Linked DNA regions of Mus musculus: region 2 is linked to region 1. The links are chromatin contacts, called in public HiChIP or PLAC-seq maps. All regions are on one chromosome and are shown on one strand. The core of a region is the stretch at or near the end of the contact, and the rest is flanking DNA. Distances in the headings are between cores, read along the strand shown. Region 1 has its middle 17 kb from the start of Gm15322. Region 2 holds the start of Il6st (interleukin 6 signal transducer).

Region 1 (6,515 bases), core at 2,284-4,783:
AAGGAGGCTGCCCACACACTTTTCCCTGGAAAATGACAACTCTGCACTAGTTCATCCCCCACTCTCAAGGGGCAGGCGTGGCCTTGTACTGACCTCTCCATGTAGGCTTTTAAAAATACACAGATGCAGAAGGGCTCTGGTCTGTCTGTCTGTCAGACTCTCCGGTCACCTGACACTTTTATACAGCTCTACCCAACACCCACTGAATCTTAGATTCACTACTTGTAAAGCGGACATGGTGGCTGCACATAGAACTGCTGGGATTCATTCCCAGAGCAGAAGCTATGGTATTGGCTGTAGTGGGAGGATTATCGGACCACTGACATACAGACAGGGCCCGTAGGTTCTGAAATTTCCTCCTGTTTAATTCCGATCCTAAGAATGCACTTTGGCTGCTCTTCTGTGCATGCTTGCATAGACTTTCCTTTGTCAACTCCTTTCTTTGCTAGAGTACAGCATCTTATTTCATTTAAGAAAGAAAGATACTATGCATACCCTTAATGCATTACAGAAGCTATGGCCTGAGAACACTTAGTAAATAAAAACTTACGTCAGGACAACTCTTGGTGAAGTTAACAAAGATCATAAGAAAAGAAAGGATGCAATGGAGAGAGAGAGAGAGAGAGAGAGAGAGAGAGAGAGAGAGAGAGAGAGAGAGAGAGGAGGGAGAGAGAGAGAGAGAGAAAGAGAGAGAGAGAGAGAGAGAGGGACAGGGTATGCTCAATAGTAGAACAGTTTGCCATTACTTAATTTCTTCTCTCATCTTCATAAATTTCAATCCACAAATACAACTGGCCCACTGTTGTGAACAGTCATTTTCCAGAAGAGGAAACAGATACAAGACCCATGAGAATAATTGAAATCTAGTCTGGATAAACTTAAAACAAAAAACCTACAATGACATCTATATATAGATCAGACGAATAAAAAATTAAAAGGTAGCAAATATCAATTATTGAGAGTAATATGGAGCAGTGGAAGGTCAAAAATTGCCTTGAGGAATGGTTCGATCACTGTGCAAAACAATCTGGCATCAACTAGTAAGACTGAATGTATGCATACAATATGGCCTAGAAATTTTTCTCCTATGTATCCCAGAGAAAGTTCTATTAAAAAATCATTCAAAAAACATGTTCATAGAAACATTACTCTCGTGAGTGAAAATCTATATGTAATCCTAATAGCTATCAACAGCTGGATCCGAAAAGGTCAAGGGCACACACACTACTGTGTGCACACACACTACTGTGTGCACACACACTACTGCAAACAGTGACCATGAGTGAGGGTTCTGTATTTCGTCTCTCACTCCAGCTATCTATCTATCCACACACATCTGAACATCTCTATGTGCACACACATGAATGGTGAATGATCTAGAACCAGAAAAGGAAATTACCGAGCCAAAGACCCAAGGTGCATTCAAACTGATATGACCATAGATTGGAAGCACAGAGAAAAAAACATACTGAATGACTCAAACTTGAAAAAGATGTTAGAGACAAGACAAAGGAAATGGCATGTCTGGAGAATAAGGACCACTTAACATTGTGCTTTTAAAAACAAGAGAATGCTTAGTGGATGTCTTCTGCAGGCATGAAAGTGACAGATCAAAAAGGCTCATGTAAGGCCCTCTGCAGGAGTCAGAGCAGTGGAGGGATGCAGGGATGTCGTTCTGCAATTCTTGAGATAGGGCATGCTTAGTATGCATGATTTAAAAATAATAAACATTTTTAAAAGTTAGACTAAAAAGTATAATAAATATGGCTACAATAATATTTTACTACAGATATTGACAAAATAAGCATGCATTACTAGAAAACGAAGGGTGAGATTAGCTGGAACAAGTGAATCTTAGTTCAAATGTGGGCTCAGGGAATTGGTTGGAGAAGCCCAGCGTACATCAAGAGAAACGATTTGGTAAGAGTATTTGTTAAAGCACAGCATTCATCCTGGCTCAAATATAAAGCTGAAATAATTGTAGGGAGCACAGAGAGAATTTTAAAACAGATTCCAGGGCCTCGAGACAGACACACAGGCACATAGACATCTTGACACGAAGTATCAGCAGCTCGCACTCATGTTGTCTTTACAACTAGGAACACTGCTGTTGAGCTCATTTTAACTCCTGATAGGTCAATGATTTCAACATAAAGCAAAATTATAATTATACAACTGCCAGTACTTAAACAACAGCTCCTTCAGGGTGCTTGACTTCTGCAGCAGCCCATGATCACTCCACTGTGGGCTTCCTTCCACAGCAGTGTAATACCTTTTCCCATCATTCATTCCTAATAGGAGGTCTGGGTTCAAATTCATTCCCCACTGGTGGTAGGTAGCTTGATTGATAGATAAAATACAGAACACTCACTCGTTTTCACTGTTTGCAGCATTGTATGTGGTCCAGCTGTTGGTGGCTATTAGGATTTCATACAGATTTTTCATTAATGAGAATGATGTCTCTACGACCATGCTTTATAGCTCATTGAAAGCTTGGTCCTAGTCTATCGTATCCACTATTTATCTAGCAAGAGAGTACCTGACACAAAAGAGGTGCCCAATAATGAGTATTTGTAAAGTTCAAACACTTATGGTCAAATAAATGGGTATAGACTTGGCATGAAGTAGGTCTTTGAAATAAATATTGTAAAAGAGAAACCATAGAATCAAATAATGGAAACTACTGACTACACCACAACAAACAAAAAAACTGAATGGCAGAGGAGAGGCAAAGTGGCAACAAGAGGAAAAATGTGTGAAAATGTCCAGCAAACTGTACAAGACCTGTGCAAGATCAAGCCAGTCAGCATTCTAGCTTGGAGAGAGGGCGGGGCTTATGATTCCCTGCCTCTAACTGAGGAACTATCAAGTTATGGTTTCTGAGAAATGAAGAGTCAGTTTTCTTTAAAAGTGTGGTCGCTGTGCTCTGGTGGGTGACCCTGTAACAAGAGAATATAGGTAGCATGTGCAAATCAAGCTTAGTGATATAGATATAGATATAGATATAGATGATAAAGCTATAGATATGGACATATAGGTACATAAATTCATAGGTATATAGATATATAGATTCATAGGTATATAGATACATAGATTTATAGGTATATATATCTATATAGCTATATAGGTGTATACATATGCATATAGATTATCACACATACATACATTTGTGTATATGTATATACATGTATATTATATATGTGTGTGTATATGTATATATATATGTGTATATATATGTGTGTATGTATGTGTGTATTCTATATGTGTAAATTCTTAAAATGAACAAAATATATTTAAAACATCCAGTAAAGAGTTACTGTCCCTCATTGACAGGTGGCTCTTATAAATCTATGACAAAAAGATGACCAAAGACTGTGCTTGTTAGCCCCACACATGCTCCTCATCTCCACAGTCTTGTTTGCAGCGTTGTCTGGGTTTGGATGGGTAGCTCTTGCTCAGCATCCGTACGCAGTTGCAGGCTGTTATTAATGAGGGTGCGCACTCGCTGGGAAGGCTTCCGTCACCGCCCGCCCGCCTGCAGCTGCTTCCGGCTGCTCACTGCAAGCTGCTGTGGTTTTACTGAACTTCGAGTCTCACCCAGCAGAGAGACAAGGTCCCGGCAGAAGCACTCCGCCAGGCAGAGTTTCAAAGGGACCCGCCGGACCGTGTGCAGCTAAGAAGGCGGCTCAGAAGTCACAGACACACTCCTGTCATCGTCGTTGTCCAGTTAAGCGTACGGTTCAGATCCAAGGAGAGACTCAAATGCTCCTTCCTCAATGCAGAGACAGCATATGCAGCCCAGAAAGGAACAGCATGGGTGGCAGCGGCCATCTTTGTAGGCTACCCTCTCTCCCACCCACTGCTTGCTTTCTGTGCTGTGCAGGAAACACAATTCAGATTTCACCTTCCAAGAAGGCCCGACTTTTTTTTTTTTTTTAAATACATTTACTAAAACCCATTTGGTGCTCAGTGGCTAATGTGCTTTCTTTTAAAGTCAGACGTATTTCTTTCAAAACCAGCTTGTTTCTGGCGATCTGTAGAGATTTGCCGTTTCAAAATGAGTGACCTTGACGCACACCTCCAGGCTCAGCCGTAAGACATGGTGCACAGGGTACTTTCCCTCCATCTTTGAATTGGACCCTGCGGTTACTGAGTTATGGGAAATAGTGCCATGATTGCTTGCCGTGTGTGTGTGCATGATCGTGTGTATGTGTGCTCACATGCTAGGGAGCCAGGTGCCACTGGGTTTTGGATTAGGAAGCTGGCTTTGCATCTATTTGAATGCTTGAGCAGCCCAAAGGGTTCTTGTGCACAAGCCCTGCCTTGGCTAACTCCTGTTATTATCTTGCTATGGAAGGTCATGCCAACTGCTTAATTACACGGAAAGTTATGAAACAGCCCAGGCAGCAGAACACTGATCAGCTGTGGACTCCTAAAGGAAAATAAACCCTTCTTGCAGCCAGGATGGCTGCGAGCCACCAGGCGTGTCTGTCCGTCCATGCCTGCATGTATAGCTCCCTTGTATAAAAGGGGTGCCCATGGCTGGGCAAAGTCCTGGATTCACCTTTCTAACAGGGTTATGGGTCATAACACAATAGAACCATTTTAATCAGAGCGAGATTATATCTGAGCACTTCTAGTCCGACTTTTCCTTTCATTGAATGTAAACAATTAAACCTCTCTTGGAAGCTTTCCTGTTCACTCCACAGCACGCCGCAAAATAGCCATGCCGAGCACTGAGACGGGCATTATTAAAGAGAGCCAGCTGCTGCAGTTTCAGGCCCATCTGACTTACCTGCCCTTCAGCCATCACCTCCGAGGGGAAACTGAGTTTATGGAGGAGCGGGCTCTTCCGGTTTAGTCTGTCAGGTGCCTGCCAGGCTTGGCTTCATTCTCACCTTAAAAGCACTCAGATTTTGGATTTTTACACATTGCTTTGTTTTATCTGCCTTCATGGAGAAGACGCCAAAAGAGGCCTTTGTGGTAATTAGAGGCTGAGGGGAAAGCAGACTTCTCGAGAAAGAGAAGGCATTTCTGTGCTGAAGAGCCCTTTTCACCGGAGCAAGCAGGATCCTCTCTACTTCTACAGGAAGCAGCTTGCCCACTGCAGAGGGGTGGGGTTCCCTCGGATTTCTCTGAAAGCATTTGGAGAAGGAAAAAGCCAGGCTCCAATGCCAAAAGACAACTTTAACCCTCCACTCGCAGAGCCCAAGGTCAACCAAAGGTCACAAGAGTACTGCTGAAATCCGAAATCCGCGGGCTGGGGAGCTCCCTCGGGGCTGCCTCTGATGCTGCAGGAATCGATAGCTGAGATCCACTCCCTAAAGGGCTCACTTGTTGGCCTGTGACGGATGAAGTGGTTCGAGGTGCCCATTAGGGTGCAGAGTAGACACTGATATAGACTTGAGCTCCCACGGCTGCCCCGCCCCTTCTTGAAACCTAATTTAGACCATATCAGAGTTTTCATAAAGACATTCCTGATACCATTGTGCTGTAAATCCTGTCTGATCCGACCTTCAAATACTTATGCAAACTGAAATATGTCTGGAAAGAAGTCAAAACAAAACAAATATGCCACACCATCTCTTTGCAGCAGGCCCCTCCCTCCTCATTTACATTTCAGCTCAGACCTCTCCAACCGGCTCCCAACTGTTTAGGCCAGTTAATTAGTTATAATTGCAGCGATTGTTTCTCTGAATGCACTGATGGCCTTATGTCTGAAAGCCAGCTTAGCCCGGTTTCCAGCATGTGTGAACTGCGTTGGTAGCATTATTTTGTAAAAACTCATTACAGATAAGTGCAGTTAGTTTAGTCTCCATCAAGACCGGCCGTAGCAATAATTCGCTTTCTTCAAACATCTACAGGTTGTTGTGTTCCAGGAGCTGTGACCTCAGCCTCTGCCTTCGCTCTGTCATTTCAGTGGGCTGTTTCCCCGCGGGAGCATTTTGGGTGAAGCGCTCTTAGTTTCGGATGCAGTGTGTTAATGATAATTTACGTCACTGGCAAGTTGTAGCAACATTGAGATCTCGTGGTCTATCTTTTGGCTCATAACACCATGTAATTAGAGAGAGTGGAAACTGGGAGAGTAAAGTGACTGTGTGCTCATATTACAGTCCTGAAACCAAAGGGAAGAGAAGAGGAAGTGGCTGTTTCTGACGAGGATGGGCCTCTCTTTTACTCCCACAAAGGAACGTCACAATCTTCCAGATTTAAAGGGGGAAATAAATGGTCATAAGGTTTGCCTGGTTGTATTATTAATCCATTCATCTAACATGTAGTGAACACTGACAGAGAGGTATGTTTAGAGAGGTAATAGTGTTCTTGTATGTTGTAGGGTTTGCATTCAAATATCACACTTCATTAAGGGGATTTATTCAGTCTTGTGAGGTAGGCAGGGTATGTATCCATTAGTTCACCCATTGGATGAGGAAATGGGAGCTTGCAAAGGTTAATCGACTCACTGGCCTGGGTCCCAAAGCTGGCGAGAGCCTCGGTTAGGAATCAAGGATTTGACT
Region 2 (6,515 bases), core at 1,353-3,852, 490 kb after region 1:
CCCGGTCAGGGCCAGATTTAGGTAGACCAAAGCAGGTAAAGTTTGTCTTCCACATTTGTCACCTTCATCCTAGAGCATGTGTCATTAGTTTTGCTCACCTGTCCTACTCACAGAAGGAAGGTGGGGCATATGACACTCCTCTACCCAGTCTTCTCCCTATACGCTCTTCCACCAACTGGTACTTATTATCAACCATATTTAGAACCAACAAGATGTTACAACGGGAAACAAAACAAAACAAAACAAAAACCCATACATTGCAATGTTCAATGGGGATTTCTAGTGATTAACTCTTAACTAGAAAGGGGTTATTTCCGGACCAATATTCTATAGAGGGGTCTGGAAAATCAAGCAACTTCCACAGAGTGGGTGCGTCCTTCTTAGTGTCTTGCAGTTCTGAAAATTCTTCATCAAGCATTGATTTATCTTTTCTGTTTAGGATTGTTTGTCAAAGTTGTTGGTTTTCTTTTTCTTTTCATGTTTGTGTGTGCCTTTGTGAGTTTATGTGCACCATGTATGTGCAGGGGTCCCTGGAGATCAGAAGAGGATTGTTGGATTCCCTGGAACTGAACTTACATTGGCTGTGAGCCACCTGAGATGGGTGGTGGGAATTGAACCTGGGTCCTCCGCAAGAGCATCAGGCGTTTTAACTGCTGAGCCATCTCTCCAGTCCCTTTGCTCAGGATTTTAATCACTCTCACAAAGTGTGAGTTGCTGTGTGGCAAGGCTTGAGCTGAGCCAATACAGACAAAGTGATAAGTCATGTATGCGAGAGAGGCAGTATAGGCCTTCGGATTCCCCACCCATGGTCCAAGGCAGGTGAATCCATTATAAAACATTCACCTCCTTCTATCCACAACCACCTCAGATAAACAAACTTTTAAATAAATGCTGTAATGCAGAAAGGTCTACTGAGGTGCGATGGCAGAGGAGTCATTCGAGGACACCTGATATTTACTGAACAGTGCGTCAAACCCTCTCGCTGTTTTAAATAAGTTCATTCTTGCAACTTAGCAGGTCAGAACCGTCCTCCTCATTTTGCAGATGAAGAAACTCAAGACTTTTCCAAGGTCACAGCAATGGGAAGTAACAACCGTAGGATTTGCATTTAAATAGTCGTTCAGCAGACCTACTAAGCACCTTTGTAAGGTCTTCAATTGAACAAAGGCCCTTACAAGTCTTTTCCCTCCATTCGATCTTGTCACACCCTGAGCAAGAGACAAACACATCTTTAGCTTCAGCACATCAACCACTAGTGTGTTTGAGACTCTTTTAGCCAGGCCCTTGGCAGTGTTTTTTCAAACTAGCTGACCAACAGCTAAGGGGTCATAATTCAGAGCTGGGGGTATAGAGATGCAACAGAGGCAAGAAAAGGGGGAGGGAGGGGCAGAGAGCAAGACTGCAGTTTGATCCATTTGATCTCATCTGAATTGTCAATATAACAAAGAACTTTACAATGACTAATTAATGGGTATTTGTTTGCTCTGCAAATCATTATGTTAGCCTTTCTTCCAAAAGTCTCTAGCCTTCTCTCTTTTTTTTTTTTTTTGAGTCATTTCTTCACTTTTAAAAGTTTTTTATTGGGAATTGTATACAGTATATTTTTACCAGATTTTTTTTTTTTTTTTGCTGTTCCCTCAACTTCTCCCACACACCCCTCCATCCGTCCAGCTTCCTGTCATTTGTCTCCTTTAGAGCAAAACAAAAGGTAGATGTTGGGAATGAGAAAATCAATTTCCATCAGTGGAGTTACACTGATTATATATTATATCAATTGCACTCCAAGGGCGGGCTCCGTGCTCAGTAAAAGATAACCAATGCAAATTGGAGTGTTTCTTTACAGTTACACATCCCTTATCTTTTAAGTTTCTCAACTTGCTTGTATACACACTACACACATACACACATCACACACGTGCACTCACGCACATTGCAGCCTTAAGGTCGTTTTCCAATCAAGGGAAGGGTGGTGGATTACAATGAAATAGGTTTTTCCTTGGTATTTCTAATCACACATCAGGCGACTCAAACCGCAAAAAGATAACAGTTTCTTGGCAGGTCACCAGTTCACGGATCAATCAATGACACCCAAACTCATTTACTAACAACAACAAAAATTGCACAGTAGCAAGGTTCGTTTACTTAAGCCTGGGTCCGAAGCGGTCACTATGGGCGAGTACAGTCAGGGCCACTAAGTCCTGCCCTGTCCCCAGGGAGTTCCCTTGCCTCCAGAGTCCCAAGGGCCTCCTAGCAGTCGCCGGAGGCTCGCAGGCCCTCTGGGGAAGACAGCCCAGGGAGACAGCCGAGGTCCGGGGAGAGGGGTCGCGGGAGGCACCTGGGTTGCTGTCCGCGACCCATTACCCTAGAGAAAATGGAACTTTCCGTTCCGGCCACCCACCCAAGTGCGGCGGGGAAGCCTTCGATCTAGTCTAGGAAAGGCGACCAGGCTCAGCCTCCGGAATCCCGGACGCCGGGAGCCGCGTTACGGGAATCGCAGAGGCCTGCAGTCCCGCCCCTTCGTCTCCGGCGACCCGGAGCCAATGGCCGCGCGCTCCGAGACTGACCAGAGCCAATGAGCTCGCGGTCTCTGGCTCCGGGGGGCGGGGCCGTGGGGGGCGGAGCTAGGAGAGCCCGGGTCAGCGGCGGACGGAGGGTGGCGTGTGCGGTCGGGAGGCCAGAGCTTCGAGCCATCCGGGCTGCGGCTCCGCTGAGGGACCGGTGGTGTGGGCCGGGATCCGCGGGGCTGAGGGACGCTCAGGAGCGGCGAGGCTCGCGTCCGGAAGGTGAGAAGAACAGGGCCCCGGCGCGGGAGGGTGCGGGTTGCCTGGAGCGGCCGCCACCTGGCACCCGAGGCCCAGCGGGGCCGGGCTGGACCGGCGCCGAGCGCACGCCCGGAGCTGGTCGGGCTGGCCTGGGAATCCCCGCATTCCTTCCCTCCCCGCTCCGGGCTCCGACTTCCCTGATGTTGTCACCCGCCTTCTCCAGCCGCGTTCCTGACGCACAGTTCCGAAGCCCCCGCCCCAAAGTCCTCTCGGGATCGCGCGTCCTGGGTGACCGCGTCCTGCGTTCTTCCAGTTCCCGTGCCGTGCTCCCTGATCCTACTCTGGACATGGCCCTAGAAAGTGTGGTCTTCTGTGTCCCGTGAAATGCTACCGTTCCCTGCTCTTGATGTTTCTTAATCCAGAGCGAACTTTTCACCCAGACATCTTAACATTTAGGCGTTAATGAAAGTCCAGTGTTTATAAATATTAACTTTCCCTTCGGTCCGTACCCTTCCTAATAAATCCCGCGTGCCTTTACATCCCGAGAGCAAGCCCATCATCGGTCTTTAGATTTTCACCTCCTCCCCTAAGCGTAAACGTGTCCCCTTCTCCAGCTGGCAGGGGGCTCTCTTTTGGATGAACAACCAAAATTCAGAAACTCAAAGCAAACATAATATAAAGGGCTTGGTCCACTTCTGTTCTTGTCATTTTTCCATTAAGAAGAAACTCGTTTTGGCTTAATTTGTATAGTTATTGGACATTACAGCAGCTGTACTGCTTAAAAGTAGTCAGTGAGTGCTGGAATGTCAGCGCGAATCTTCTGAAAAATCTTTGGTCTGGTCAGTGTTGTAAACAAACTCTTTTAGACCGTGTGTGACTGACTGACTGCCAGCTTCCAGTTGGAACGACTCTTAATTTGAAATTACTGACACATTATCAGGGGATGATCGTCATCGTCTTAATTTTCCAAGTTTGTGTTTATATTTATCATTGGGAATTATTTTTGAGCTCTGATCTGGAATGCTACATTTGTAGGACTAATCTGCTAGTCGGTTAAATTCTGTTTTCCACAGGTTTCTGGGGGTGGGGTGTGTGTGTGTTCATTTGCTTCTACTCACAAGAGAAAGAGAGAGAAAAAATTACAGTGGGGGAAAGGTCAGCTAAGGATAAACTTTATAGTAGAAATTTGTATTGTTGGCATTAGTGATTTAGAATATTACAAATACTGTTACCCGCTCATTTAAAGCAACATTCTTATGTAACTGGGCATTTTGTTCTGTTTTATTTATGACTTTGTGTTTTCATTTTGAAATAGTTTTTCCTAAGAGAATGTGGCATTTCAGTTCAGTGCTAGAATGAATACTGATTATTATATACCTATGAAGTGGGTGTTACAATATCTACCTTCTAGAAAAGGGAACAGGCTCAAAAAACATGGCTCCAAAGCCTGTGCCTACAAACTGTTGTGTTGATGGATCTCTTATCGCATTCCTACAGTTTGGTCTGGGGAGTTGAGTGTTGTCCACAACCCTGCAGTGGGAGCAGGAAGGGGTTTTCCCTGGAAGTGATCTCAGGTGTCATTTTGCCACACATTTGCTTCACCTGGCCCTGGTACATTTGCAACTTGTCTGCTAAGGAAGCAGGAAGTTCTTAAAGCTTTCTCCTCATCTTTGATTGCAAACGTGGATTGATCACAGGTGAGGTTTCTGGTGAGATGATTTTAGTAAGCATTCAGCCTGCTCTGGAATTTATAAAAGATGCCTGAGATAGCACCTAGGTTTTTCAGTTTACAAAATCGGGTAAACAAACTGTGTGAAAAACTACTCGGATACGGGAGTAGTTTCAATGAAATAATGAGTGATACAGAAAGTACTGTGGGTGTTTAGGGATTGGAATTGAAATATTCAGTGGGGTTCCCAGAGGTCAGCCTGGGAACCTGGTTAAGGTTTGGGTAAAGAGGAAACTAGAGAGATCGAAATCCGGATGTAGAACTGCGGCTAGAACGGGACCATGGGACAAAGTAAAGGACTACCATGTGCCGTTACCACAATATATTCAGTTTACTATCTACTGCTTAGGCAACTTGGTATGTCAGTCACAGAACATTTGGCTTATGTTCATGTGCCCTTCAAAGCCTTATTAAATAGTAGGTCTTACTCGCCCCTTTTATACAAAGGCGAACACGTTATTATCAGATTCTATATTTATACATAGATTTCCTGAGCTCTGTCTGAGCCCTTAACTGTAATACGTTCTTTTTCATACCGAATATATGAATGGCAGAGTAAAGTGACTATATTAGGTGTTTTAAAGCTCATGTTTACGCTGGGAATGTAGCCAGTAGTCGAGTGCATGCCTAGCATGTGCCAGGCCCTGGGTGCACCTTCAGGCTGCATACACGCACATTCTCTGTCAGTAGCACTTACATACGGACATACATGTGCAAACTAAACGTTCTTTTAGTTGTTCCCTAAGTGCCTCAAGAGTCTCAGCATGTGAAGTTGTGTAACTCCAGTGCTACACGGTGAATCCTCTTAGGGAACTCTGAAAGGGCCCTGGGAACACAGATGTCTGTGAATGTGGGGGAAATCCCACAGAAGAGATGTCCGTTTGGGTTATAAACAGTGGAACAAGGCAGAGTCAGCAGGGCACTGGCACCGTAGAAGCAAACTATAGCCCGGGTACAGGCACACACTCCCATCAAGAAGGTGTGCTGGAGGTTTGTGGTAACCTGAGCTCACCCTCTAGATGTGGCTGCCCTGGGAACTGTGAAAGGTAAGACCTGATGCTGAGGCCACGCAAAATGAGGAGCTTAAATATTTGCTTTGCAGTTGGAAAACGAAAAGAGTCATTTCAGCATAATTGGAATAAAAAGCCAACTTGCTTGTAATTTTCTCCCGAATAATAGCATGATGGTTTGAGAGAAAGACATCTAAGCATAGAGTTTTATTTATGTGGTGGGCTGGGGGTGGAACATTGTGAAAGGGCCTTTCCACATTGTAAGCAAGAGCTTTGTCAACTATGCTGTCCTCTCTATTATTGGTTTTTTGTTTTGTTTTTTGTTTTTTTGTTTTTTGTTTTTTTTTTTTTTTTTGGTTGGTTTTTCGAGACAGGGCTTCTCTGTGTAGCCCTGGCTGACCTGGAACTCACTTTGTAGACCAGGCTGGCCTCAAACTCAGACATCCGCCTGCCTCCGCCTCCTGAGTGCTGGGATTAAAGGCGTGAGCCACCCACCACGCCCGGCTGGTATTTTTAAATAAAGTTGAACATTGGAGAGCGGTTGGACAGTGCAGGTGATGAAAGCAGCTCTTGGGTTCTCTGGTAGGTGCTGGCTTTTAAACAGTGCTTCTGAACCTCGCTCTGGGAGGACAGGAGCTGGGAGTGCAGCACTGTGCTGTGCTCAGGTCCAGGAGGAGGTTGTGGCAGAGGAGGGGCTGGGAGCTGTGGTAAGTGCTGTGATCAGTCCAGTGCATCGAGACAGACGAGAAGTCTGGATGAGATTGTAACAGAAAAGTCAAGTTATAAGACAAGAGAAGAGCCAACTTGACTGACTGAGGCAGCTGATAACGTTGAGTGGTTTATAGGTATGTGAGGGGGTAATACATTTCTGTGATAAAACTGATAACACTGTTGATACAGGGTGCCGGTATGTGTAGTTGATGTGTAAGTAGGTATTTTTGGGGGGAGATTTATTACATTGATTTGCATCAGAGGCAGAATATCTAAGATGATGTATAACTAGAATTGACGATT

The links. HiChIP or PLAC-seq counts read pairs in DNA pulled down with a chosen protein or histone mark.
Region 2: a contact with region 1 is called in an H3K27ac HiChIP or PLAC-seq map of regulatory T cell precursor, with 4 times the contacts expected there. The contact joins the promoter of Il6st here to the enhancer-like site in region 1. A contact is called at or near these places in 1 of 39 promoter capture datasets (pre-B cells) and 4 of 115 datasets of contacts at active chromatin or transcription factors (double positive thymocytes, pancreatic cancer cells, regulatory T cell precursor and 1 more).

Annotation. Positions count from the first base shown.
Region 1 is chr13:111,974,383-111,980,897 of GRCm38.p6, forward strand. No RefSeq gene overlaps it. Among named protein-coding and RNA genes, the nearest start is that of Gm15322, 17 kb to the right of the region's middle. Within about 2 kb of position 3,534, at least 92 of the 459 cell types and tissues checked have an H3K27ac peak or open chromatin away from gene starts, as enhancers often do. A contact at or near this core is called in double positive thymocytes, pre-B cells and regulatory T cell precursor, where this site is marked.
Region 2 is chr13:112,461,468-112,467,982 of GRCm38.p6, forward strand. Il6st (interleukin 6 signal transducer) reads left to right here and starts at 2,603. Exons shown (of 17, transcript NM_010560.3): 1 at 2,603-2,783.